Regions from separate parts of the Sus scrofa genome. Here region 1 is linked to region 2. A link is a contact called in public Hi-C data. All regions are on one chromosome and are shown on one strand. Each heading gives the region's core, a stretch centred on a gene start, on an enhancer-like site or on the middle of the called end of the contact. The rest is flanking DNA. Distances are from core to core; before and after follow the strand shown. Region 1 has its middle 190 kb from the start of CELF2. Region 2 overlaps CELF2 (CUGBP Elav-like family member 2).

Evidence for each region. A called contact is a pair of places that touch in the nucleus more often than the background predicts.
Region 1: a contact with region 2 is called in a Hi-C map of retroperitoneal adipose tissue, with 2.4 times the contacts expected there. The contact joins two enhancer-like sites. A contact is called at or near these places in 6 of 47 Hi-C or Micro-C datasets (alveolar macrophages, mesenteric adipose tissue, omental adipose tissue and 3 more) and 1 of 2 datasets of contacts at active chromatin or transcription factors (skeletal muscle).

The regions. Positions count from the first base shown.
Region 1 is chr10:61,054,217-61,059,744 of Sscrofa11.1, forward strand. It overlaps the pseudogene LOC100514677. Among named protein-coding and RNA genes, the nearest start is that of CELF2, 190 kb to the left of the region's middle. Within about 2 kb of position 1,790, at least 18 of the 83 cell types and tissues checked have an H3K27ac peak or open chromatin away from gene starts, as enhancers often do. A contact at or near this core is called in retroperitoneal adipose tissue and skeletal muscle, where this site is marked.
Region 2 is chr10:60,856,661-60,862,135 of Sscrofa11.1, forward strand. All of the region lies in intron 1 of CELF2 (CUGBP Elav-like family member 2), which reads right to left. Among named protein-coding and RNA genes, the nearest start is that of CELF2, 8.2 kb to the right of the region's middle. Within about 2 kb of position 3,016, at least 13 of the 83 cell types and tissues checked have an H3K27ac peak or open chromatin away from gene starts, as enhancers often do. A contact at or near this core is called in retroperitoneal adipose tissue and skeletal muscle, where this site is marked.

The DNA.
Region 1 (5,528 bases), core at 540-3,039, 200 kb after region 2:
ATATTGGCTAATCAGTGAGACAAGGCTTCTAGAAAGGCAGCAGGATAAAAGCATCCTGAACAGTCTGCCTATATTAGGAATCTGTACCATAAATATATCTGGTTTCCTCTTGTGCTGCTAGTGAATTCTATAATTTTATTATATTCCACATAAAACTAAATTTTTATCTTACATGTGACATCTGAGATGTCTAGTGAGCTTCCTGGTTCTTCTGGAAAGAGGAAGAAAGGCTTTAAGGTTGAATAAAAAATTGGGTATAACTCCCAGCCCTGCCACTCCCTAGCTGTATGTGCTTGGCACATTAACCTCTTGGATTCTTGGAATCCTCTGTAAAAGGAGGATAATAACTTCGTGTTGTTGTAAGAATTATAATCAGGTAATATACTTGGCCTGGTATGGGCACGGCATTTGCCAGGAGATCTTGTACAACCCAACCCACCTCTCACTCTTTCTAATACAGCTTTGTTCCCGTATTTCTCTGGATTTTCTTGATTCAAAATCCTTGATTACATCCCTATCTAGTTTCTAGGGACAGCATGAAAATAAATGAGCTAATGCTGCCTGCTTCTAATTGCCCACTTTGTAGCTTATTTACAGCAAGTTCTTCCTTTTGGTTTGGCCTCATCCTGGCCCTAGGAGATATCTTGGCAGCTTCTTTATACTGTCAGTTGCTGTGTGCTAGGGGAAAGGAGTTCAAATTGAACATCAGTCTAATGAACACAATCAGTAAGGAAAAATACCATGTACATTCCAAAACCAAGCACGAATGCCCTTTGAAATTATTTGTGGTTTTGAGTTGTGTCTGCTATTGCTTCATTTACATTAACCAGGTTGATTAGAATGGGTCACGTGCCATAATTCTGAAAAGACATGATGCTCTTTGGAGAGAAGACAAACCCTTCTCTAAACAAACAAAAGTTTTATGCATGGAACAGACCCTCAAAAGCAGGAAGGGTAAGAGGTGCTTTCATTTTTTTTCTCTTCGCTGAAATGTTTGCCTCCCAGAACTCACATTAAAAAATATCTACGGATGCCCTTCTGTGAGTGTATCAGCCTCAAAGCCCTCAAAAACTGCCAGGTGAATCACTTGGCAGGGAAAACTCCAAAACGGTGTCCTGGGGTGATTCCTAGATAGTTGAAAAAGCAAGTTTTTATAACGGGGGCATCTCATTCTTTACTGATTTAGTGACAGGCTAGATTTCAATTTCACCTTCTCTTCCCTATGTGCTATGAATGCATGTTTTCAGAGGCGATTTATTTATGGGTATTTCCACTTTAAAACCAAGCCGTAAGGGAAGAGAGAAATAACTTTGAGAGGATAATGAAGGAAACTAGGGAGATCATCTGAAATTGGCTTTGGTCCTTGACCCTGAATCACGAGCTGTTTAGTCAACTCATTGGTCATGAATGTTTTGTTGAACTGATTCATCGGCCTGCCTATCACCAAGCTACAATCACTCCTAGAAAGGGTGACTCCTTTGTTCTACTGATAGAATGGAGTGTGCAAGAAGTTGAGGCCCAAGGTAAAACTGCAGAAGAAGAACACTGACTACTTTCTTATTTCTAAAGTGATTCTTGTGCTATGGGTGATCCCACTCGTCTTCATGACTGGGTCTTACAAGAAAGAGGCGCCAAGGACATTCAAATCCTTAGCACCCATTCGTAAAAGTTTCCCCAAGTGTAGTTTGCTCAGCAAATACTCATTAAATACCCACCAGGTGCCAGGCGCCATGCTAGTTTTTCTCGGGGTGACTGATACAGGACAGGTTGCCCAGGTGGATGTCAGGCTTCAAGTGTAACAGGGAGTCACCTTGTACATGGTGGAATCAACAGTTGTCCAATATCCCTACCCAGGGGACAGGAAACATCCAAGAAAGCTGAGCTTATTGCATCCTTATTCTCTTTCAACACTTCCCTTAAGGATTGATTGCATCCCTTCTTTGGGCAGAGGGTCTTTGTAAGAGAGCTGGTGCACATCAGTCACATGGCACAGAGAAGACAGAAGTGGCTCTGTGAACTCTGTTCCAGAAGCACCTTTGCTCCCCTTTGTGTTAGCCATGACCCTTAACCAACCCTGAGGAGGTAAACACCAGGGAATCTGGGATCCTATTCAAGTATCTCCAAATACTTATTACAGCATCAGAAGTCAACACTGGAGCAATGTGTTCTAGAATAATGCTAACATACTTGAAATTTGCAATTGGGAATTTAATTCATCTCAGCATAGAGTGACATTTCTTTCTTTGTTCTGTTGGCTTCAGGGGAAAAAAAAAAAAGTTCTCCTAGGACATCACTGCCCATTTCCAGCACTTTTACTTTGGGCCATTCTTTCTCATGTGACCTCGACAAGCCCATCATTTACGCGAGACTGGGGATCAAACATTGAGTTGAACAAGACTGGAGTAATCAGAAATTTGGAATGTGATATGGTGACGTCTATTGTTTTTAACACACTGAAAAACAAATTAAGGGAGTAGATTCGTTGACAGATGTGGACGATTGCAATGAAAAAAATAGTTTTGCAATATATTTGTGTTTTGCAGCTAGGCAACTCCAAATGACTAACACACAGGAAGTATGTACTTGTGTGCTCTTTCTAGTCAAATTATGGGAATTATAAATCTCTTACTTTCTTTACTTGAATATTCTCTATGTAAAAGAAAAAAAAATGAAAAGAAAAAAAGCCTCTTGAGTTTAGAGGGCTTGTTTTCCACTGACTTCTCTCCCACAGTCCTTTTATTTTCTTCCCTTAGTTCTTCCCACAGGGCATCGGGAGTGGGAAGTTCTGTAAAAAGAAGGGAGTGGATTGTAACCTATTAAATTAAAAAAACAAATCCTTCAAGGACCCAAGGAAGAATAGCATAAAATGAGGAGTCAATCTTGGCCTCACTGTGGAGTGACATATTATATGAACTATGTCATGTACATATTTTAAGCTTTCAGGAAACAGACTGACATTGAAGTAAAGACTATTGGTATAAAATAGCTATGATTACATTGTAACTCAGATCCCAACAATCTGCTATAAATACTGTTTGTATTATTACTGTAATTCTACAATATCTTCCTGTTGAACCTGCATTTTTTTTTTTTTTTAAATCCATGGCATTTAACAGCCCACAATTTGTACTGCCTTTGGAAATCTTTTCACAAGCCTAGGCTAAACAATTGCTTCCATGGATCCGAGTGGAGAGACTTTTATTACTGTATACCACCCATGCATGGTTAAGAAAGGGGTCTTAAAAAACTTTTCAACAGAAATTTCTGTATCTTGACCCTCGACTGGCTTTAGTTCAATCATCTTTCTATATTGATGCTATGCAGACAAAGAAGTAAATAAGATGGAATACCAAATAAATGACAGTGGGGAGAAACAGAACTTGGCCAACAGATCATAGGCTGTTCCTGCTGGATTTTAGACAATGCATTTGTATGTTAAAAACGATGTTACATCCATTCCAAAGATTAACCAACTGTTGAAAATGCTGGGGAACTCCCTTAGAACACACGCCTCACACCCACAGACATCAACCACTGCAGGATCAACAGTCAACCATTTCAGCTCTGCCAGGGTCCCTGTGTGCCCTTTACCTGGGTGCCAATCCCCTGCTCCTTATCTTTGGGGATGTTGGCTGCCTGAAGGCCTAGATGCAGAGGTACATTTAAAAAGCTTTCCTGGGAGTTCCTTTCGTGGCGCAGTGGTTAGCGAATCCGACTAGGAACCATGAGGTCGAGGGTTCGATCCCTGCCCTTGCTCAGTGGGTTAACGATCCGGCGTTGCTGTGAGCTGTGGTGTAGGTTGCAGATGCGGCTCGGATCCCGCGTTGCTGTGGCTCTGGCATAGGCCGGTGGCTACAGCTCCTCCGATTCGACCCCTAGCCTGGGAACCTCCATATGCCGTGGGAGCGGCCCAAAGAAATAGCAAAAAGACAAAAAATAAAAATAAAAATAATAAAAAATAATAAAAAATAAAAAAATTAAAAGCTTTCCTTAGGAGAGTTTCCTGGGAGTCTAGCAGGTTAAGGATTTGGCATTGTCACTGCTGTGGCTTGGGTCACTGCTATGGCAAGGGTTGATCCCTGGCCTGGGAAGTTCTGCATGCTGTGGACATGGCTGAAAATAGACTAATTTTTTAAAATAAAAAATGTTTAAAAACAAAACAAAAGCTTTCCTTAGAAAGATACCCAGAAGAAATCCTCATACTTTACATTCCAAAGCTTGTTGGCAGAGCAATTCTCTTGGATTAACTTCTGGCAAGGAATCCAGATTCCGTAAAATGATTAAGGACTTAAAAAGTATATATTTATCTATCTTTGTAGCTATGTACTTACCTACCTATCTACCCATCTATCTATTTAGTAATAATCAATCAAAATTTCAAAACCATTAACTCATAGAAAGTCATCTCGGGAAAGAACCTTCCCCAGTTGTCTAAGGATGTTGCAGATCTTAACATATCAGAGGAAATGTGATACAATCCAATCAACATCTCCAGCTTGTTAACCATTAGGTGGGAACAAAGATGCAGCAGGTTTCCTGACTTCTGGAATAGGGACTGACTTCCAACTAAAAGAATTTTTAAATAATTCTGTTTTAATAAGTAAATAGTTACTTTCCTGTAATTACATGACGAACTTCCATGGCTAAAGGAAGGCCTAACATACGCACAGGCTATTCTAGATCATCCTTGGCACTGGAGTTAAGGACATGAGAAATTAGAAAAATCATGCATAAACCCTGCCTAGGTATTTCTTCACACATTGTTTCCTCCCTAATGACTTTCCAGAATGGTCTGTTCTCAGATGGTCAAGAGAAATGATTTACATTCTATTTCTTTTTTCTTTTTTTTCCTTCTATTTCAGAAAAAGGCCTTACTGAAAAGTAGGGTGTTAGTTATGAGATAATTCTTAGGAAGTTAGTGAAATGAGGGAATAAGGGCAAAAATCCCTGGAGAAGCCAGTATATAGATATTTAGCTTCTGAACACTCATGGGTGGACAGAGCATCTGTTCCTAAGAAGAGAAAAATGGTTGTAATTGGAGAAGATGATGTGCCTGGTGGTCCAGTGGGAAGGATCCCTACTTCATCATCTAGGAAACAGTTTGATGGCCCTAAAATTTCCTGGAGACCAGAGGATGAATTGGTTCTGTCTAATTCAGCCTATGTCCCCTGGAGCATTCCTTCACTGGCACACCCTGGACGGCCCTGGGGAAGGGAGTGAGGTCATTTGATTTTAGTCCCAACTAGCTGTAACTGTGCAGAGTCTGTGTCTTCATCCATCAAACAAGAGATTCGCATCTGTGGATTCTGAAGACCATCCACTTTTCAGCACTCAAGTTCTGTCATTCTGCTTCTCTGGATTACTTTCTCCAAACTGCACTGGTATCCATGGCGGGGAAAATTCAAGACACCCCAAGACAAAAATCCAAAACTAGGAAGCAAAACATAGCACTCATTATCTTCTAAGGCTGCCTTCAGGCTCCTATGGATACTGTCCTCTCACCCTATTTGCTGTAACAGTTTCATCAT
Region 2 (5,475 bases), core at 1,766-4,265:
GATAAATGAGACAAACCTTGGCAGTTCTTGATTTTCTAGAAATTATTTATATAAATCCCAAATGTAGACAGGGAGCTGATCCCATAAGAAAATTCTTTTCAGAGCAAATGAACAGAACCGGCCTCCAGAAGAGGAGCAAAACACAATAGCAGGAATCAAAAAGAAAAATATTTTCAAATCTGATATGGAACGAGGCTCCAGGTCCATGTGCGTGCTATGAGGTCAAAAAAGCCTCATTAACGCGTACACTTCTGAAATATTTATTTTCTTTTTAATTGCATGTGAATTCGTTGGGAGACGCTGTAGGGAAGCCCTCTTACTGACTTAAGCCTTCTCAGCAGTTTGTTAAATTCGGGGCTCAAATCCCTTGAGGCAATGGTGGCTTCAAGGCAGCTCTTAATCATACCATGAGGAGGGTAAAGCAGTATGAAAGTAGGTCATAGAGGAAGAATGACAAGTGCATAGGTTATTGCCTTATTTAACGACCACAGTGTCCCAGAGTTTTCACTGCACATTTGCTTTTGCCATTTAAAGTTAGAAGCAAAATTGGGGGCAGATATAAAAGAAAACTCACTCTTGAATGAAATACACTGACAGGCGAGAACCAAGGAGAGCTTGTAGCCCGTGCTGCAGCTGAGCTTAAATAGTTTGGCTCCCAAATACATAAATAATAGAATGATCACATGGGCCCTGGATGTAGGTGCCAGAGAGACACAAACCACACCACACACACACACACACCCCCACAGGGTTTTGTTTCCATGATCACAGCACCTCCACAATAGCCGTTTTCAAAAATACAAATGTCAAAAGCTCTTGAGCTTCAAAACAAAAACAAAACAAAACCAACCAACCAAATGCCACCTGATGAAAAGCTTAAATTTCTCATTTGACTGCTCTGGCAGAAGGAAAAAAAAAAAAAGCAAAAAACATCTACAACAACTCCACGGGGCCCCCTTTTTTAATTTTCATGCCATAACAAGCCATCAGGTATCAGGTTTTGGCAGTTGGAGTTATTTTGCAGACAGCTCCGCTGGGCGGCTGCTGGGTTCAAGGAAGCTATTTTACAGCCCAGGATCTTCTCACCAGCAATGAGATGGGAGGAGGCCATCGGGCAGCCCCTCCTGGGCCTGACCTGGGGGGAACACCTCCCTGTGCTGACATCACTGGGGACCTGGGCTGCTGGGAAGAAGGCAGGTTTCTCACCATTTTAGCGTCGGTGTAAAAACCCTTAAGGGCTTCCCTATGCCCATCCTCCACCTTCGCTAATTGTCTATTTCTTTTTTTTTTTTTTAATCAACTTGCTATTCATTTCCCAAACAAAAGGCCATTCAAGAATTGGAAGCACTTCAAGGGAAAGTTTCTGAATGACCTCATTTTATACGAGGCCTTCCGAGGCAATGGGGTGCCCTGAGCTGCTTTAGCACCCCTGCCCCCCTCCCGTCTCCTCGCAAACGGAGTTTCCGCCAGTGGTCACTGCCGGAGCACTGAATTATCCCTGGCAGTTTTAAAAAAAGCAAAACAAAACAGAACAAACCTCTCGAGAGAAGCAGAGCGCTCAGAAATGCACTGATACAGGGAGTGCACACACTGCTCCAACGGGAGAAATCCTATTCCCATCTCCCTCCTCATCAGTGAACCAGCACACAGGACCCTGACTGCAGATCTTTCAACATTTTTGCACAAGTTTAGACCAGAACTTAGAGACAGGGGCCTGCTCTGTTCCGGCAGATGTTTATATGCAAACAGTTCGTCTTCTTCTCCTGCAGACAACTCTGTGTGTTTGAGGACACATTTCCATTTTCTAAATCATTCCTAGGCATCATGTCACGGGGCACAATCTCTAGAAGCAGCAGGCTGGGGCCAGGCGACTACAGGTGTGCCAGGGACACTTCCACCCTCCACGGCCACCTTCACAAAAGCGCTTTTCCCCCCATCTCTCCCCATCACATTTTCAAATTCAAATTTTATCAATATAGCTGTCACGGTGAAAACAAAACAAAACAAAAACAATGCGCGGAGGGCCATGTGGAGCAAGACAGGCCCTGGAGGGGAGTTTCGCATCACTTCCAGCCAATAAATTTGAAATCCACGGGAACTGAAAATCCACATGAATTTTAAGTACCTGGGTGAGCATCTGACTTTGTGGCCATGTGTTTGTTCTTGGCTTACCCCAGTTTCATTAGCAACTTGCAAAAATAAACAACAGTGCCTTTTTCTGTGCTTAAAAAAAAAAAAAACAAACCCTTAAGTGATACATGATAAAGATACATTTTCTCATCTCTGCAAAGAGATCCCTGAGAAAATGCTTCCATCACCAATCCTAAATTTAAAATGATTGTATTCTGCTCCCCGTCCTCCCACTTTTTGGAAAGCTTCTGGAATGGTGACGTCATCACATTCCTAAAGCGACTTGAGTAAAATCACACGCCCATCAAAATGAAATCGCCATTATTAAACTCCTATTTCCCATTTTTACAGGCATTTTCAGCCATCGCTCTCTCCACCCCAACCCCAGAACAGCTGCTAACTGGCTTTTTTTTTTTTTTTCAATCTTGGGTTTTTCTGAATTTATTTTCAATAGCGCAAAAAGGCAAAGATGGTGAATTTCTCTTCCTTCTGAAGAGACCCTCTAAGGGAAGATGGGTTCTTTGCATACATACCTTCGAGCTCGGAAAGGAGGCGCCCCTCTAGAGTTTCCAGAAGCTTCCATCCCAAGGGGATGAAATGTTAAAAGTGTGGGCCTGTCGGACCCAGAGCCCAACCAGCTCATGGCTTCCCTCTCGGACTTGGCTTTGCCTTTGCTTCCTTTCTCCATGACACCGCTGCCACCTTCCTGACTGTCCCTCACTCGGCCTTCTCTCTCTCGCTCCCTCTTTCTCTCTCAAACGGAAGCCAGACAATGCCAGAAGCTTTCCTCCACAGCTGCGTGTCTGCGGAGGCAGGTGCCCACATGAGTGGAGAGGTAGCTGGTGGCTCATCTGTCAGGGAACTCAAGTTTGCCTTGACCAAGGGCTGGTGTCCCCACTGGGAACAGCTGCCTCTGGGCGAGTCCTTCCGGGGGTGGGAGAGGGGGAGGGAAGACTCTGTCCCATGAAATGAATCAATAAGGTATGAAAATTGGGAAGGAGAAGACTAAAGAAAGGGTGGAAGGAGGAAAAAAAAAAAAAAAAAGCTGGCCTGGTGATGTGTACACGAAGGCACTCAGAAAAAAAACAAACCAAAAAACACCTCTCAGGGAAGGTCCCCGTGGCCCCTTGAAGATGCCGAGATTTGTCCAGCTGTATCAGGTCCCCTTGTCTGGTGCCAGCCTGGCGGCGGGAACAAAATGCATACCTATCCGAATGGGGTTTTCAGTTCCCTGGGAATGTGCCCTAAGACACCCCCACCCCCTATCCTGTTGTCCCCAACTGGCCAGAGGGTCTCATCTTACTGCCACGTGCTGTAAATTTGAAAAGGAGAAACTACTGCCTGACAAACCCCAACAGCTGAGTGGTAACAGCTGGGTGGCCACAGCCGTTGGCATAACATTAGGTCCAGACAGAAAGCAGCAACAGGTGGGGGTGGAAGAGAAAGGGAGTTTTAAGCCTTGCGGGGGGAGGTGGTGCCTGAGACCCCTCTTGGTGAGAATCAAAATCTGGACTTGAGAACCCCACTGGCTTGAATGTTCCTCCTTTTTCTGAACAAATACATCTTGTAGAAGAGGAACCCTTAATGAGAGCAAACGCTCGGATGCCTGTAAAACAAAACACGTGAATCTGCTTTACCCACAATGATCTCAGGACACCCCCCCCCCCAACAAAGAGCTTTCCCTTCCAAGGATCAGAAGTCATCTGATAATGGTACCTGCAGATGATCAGACTCTTTAAGGCAAATGCTGCTTTTGCCAGAGGAGTGAAAAGGATGATGAAGATTTAAGAACCAGACGTGCTGGATTCTGCCTGTGATTCCATCAGAACAGCCTGACACTGGGACCATGTCATTTAATTTTCGGATTCGTCAGCTAGACCTTTGTCATGTGCCAGGCCATCATTTCCTGGTAGATGGCTACAAAATCAAAATCTACCGTGATCCCACAGATAAGAGGTGCCCTGTGTTAGTTAACCTAATTATTACTACAGCAATTACATAACCAAGCTATTAAGTGACACGTAGGTTGAAAATACATTAAGGTTTTGAGCACAGGAAATTTTTTTTCCCCTATAATATGGTTCAAATCTCTTAACTATTTTTAGCCCATGATAGAGGTTTTTGAAAATCCCAGCTGATTTTTCTTTAACTTGGCTTTTGATGCTAATTCCCATGAAATCCCTTAGGGGGGAAAAATTCTTCCTGAACACTGGTGTAGCTATCTACACAAGCTAAGTGGAAATGCATTATCTTGTCTCATCTCTGCAGCTGAGGGTAAACCTTTGTTACCAATCGCTTAGCCTCTCAATACTCTCTGGTACAGGCTACTGGCTACACTTGCACTCGTTCACAGGAATACCGCCAAGTGAGGGAGAAGCAGCGATGTGAGCGACCTGATAGTCCGAGGAAGAAAGGGAACCACTTAAGGATGTTGTGCAAATTTGCTTTAATAGCAAAGACAAAACCAGGCTGTTCTAACGACCACGTTCCTCTCCCGCTCCCTCACCCATCCTTCAAGCCCCGCCCCTGTATTATACACCACTTGATACTGTCTTAGCCATTCTGTTCCCTCTCTGTTTCATGCAGCTTCTTAACAACTGAGACTATGTCCTGTATAGTGTATGTGTTGCTTGGTTGGTTCTGATTACAGTATGACAAACCTTGACCCCTTATGCAGATAAAAACTCACATTTCGGTTTCATCATGCTTCAAATTTGTCTATTCTCCCTTCCAAATCTGTTCCCATTATACAGATAGAAGCTGAGAAAAGTGAAGCACAGGTGCTTTGATTCAAAGACCTCATGGACTATAAAGGAAACCAAGATGGATCCAAGTGGGAGTTGTTAGAAGCAAAAAGAAGTGTGGTTTTTTCCCTTTTTCACTGCACCACCTACTCAGTACAAAACCAGACGACACATACAAATCAAAGTGCACCGCGGAAATTCAGCACCGGGGGAAATACAACGCGTTCAAGCATCAAATCTCCAATATTTATCCTTTCACGGTGGCCAAGGAAGGAGCTTGCTTGAGTCCTGACTAAGGATCTCATCTACCCTGAGCTGTGGGTCTGGGGGCCCATTATTTTCCCTCTGTCAGACTCAGTTTTTTCATCTTTGAAATGGGAATAATATAACTGCCACGAACTCTTGGATATCTGTGAGGATTCAGTTCCATAAAAGAGATCACCGAGTGTAGTGCCAGGTACAGAGCTGATTATCAGTAAACCTTTGATTTATTCCTTGCTGCCAATCATGACACTTGCACCCCATGATCTCTGTTTAAATCTGGAACGGGCATATGGGAAGGAAAAGAGAAAGCCGGTCCTGATCCTATTGTTCACGCAGC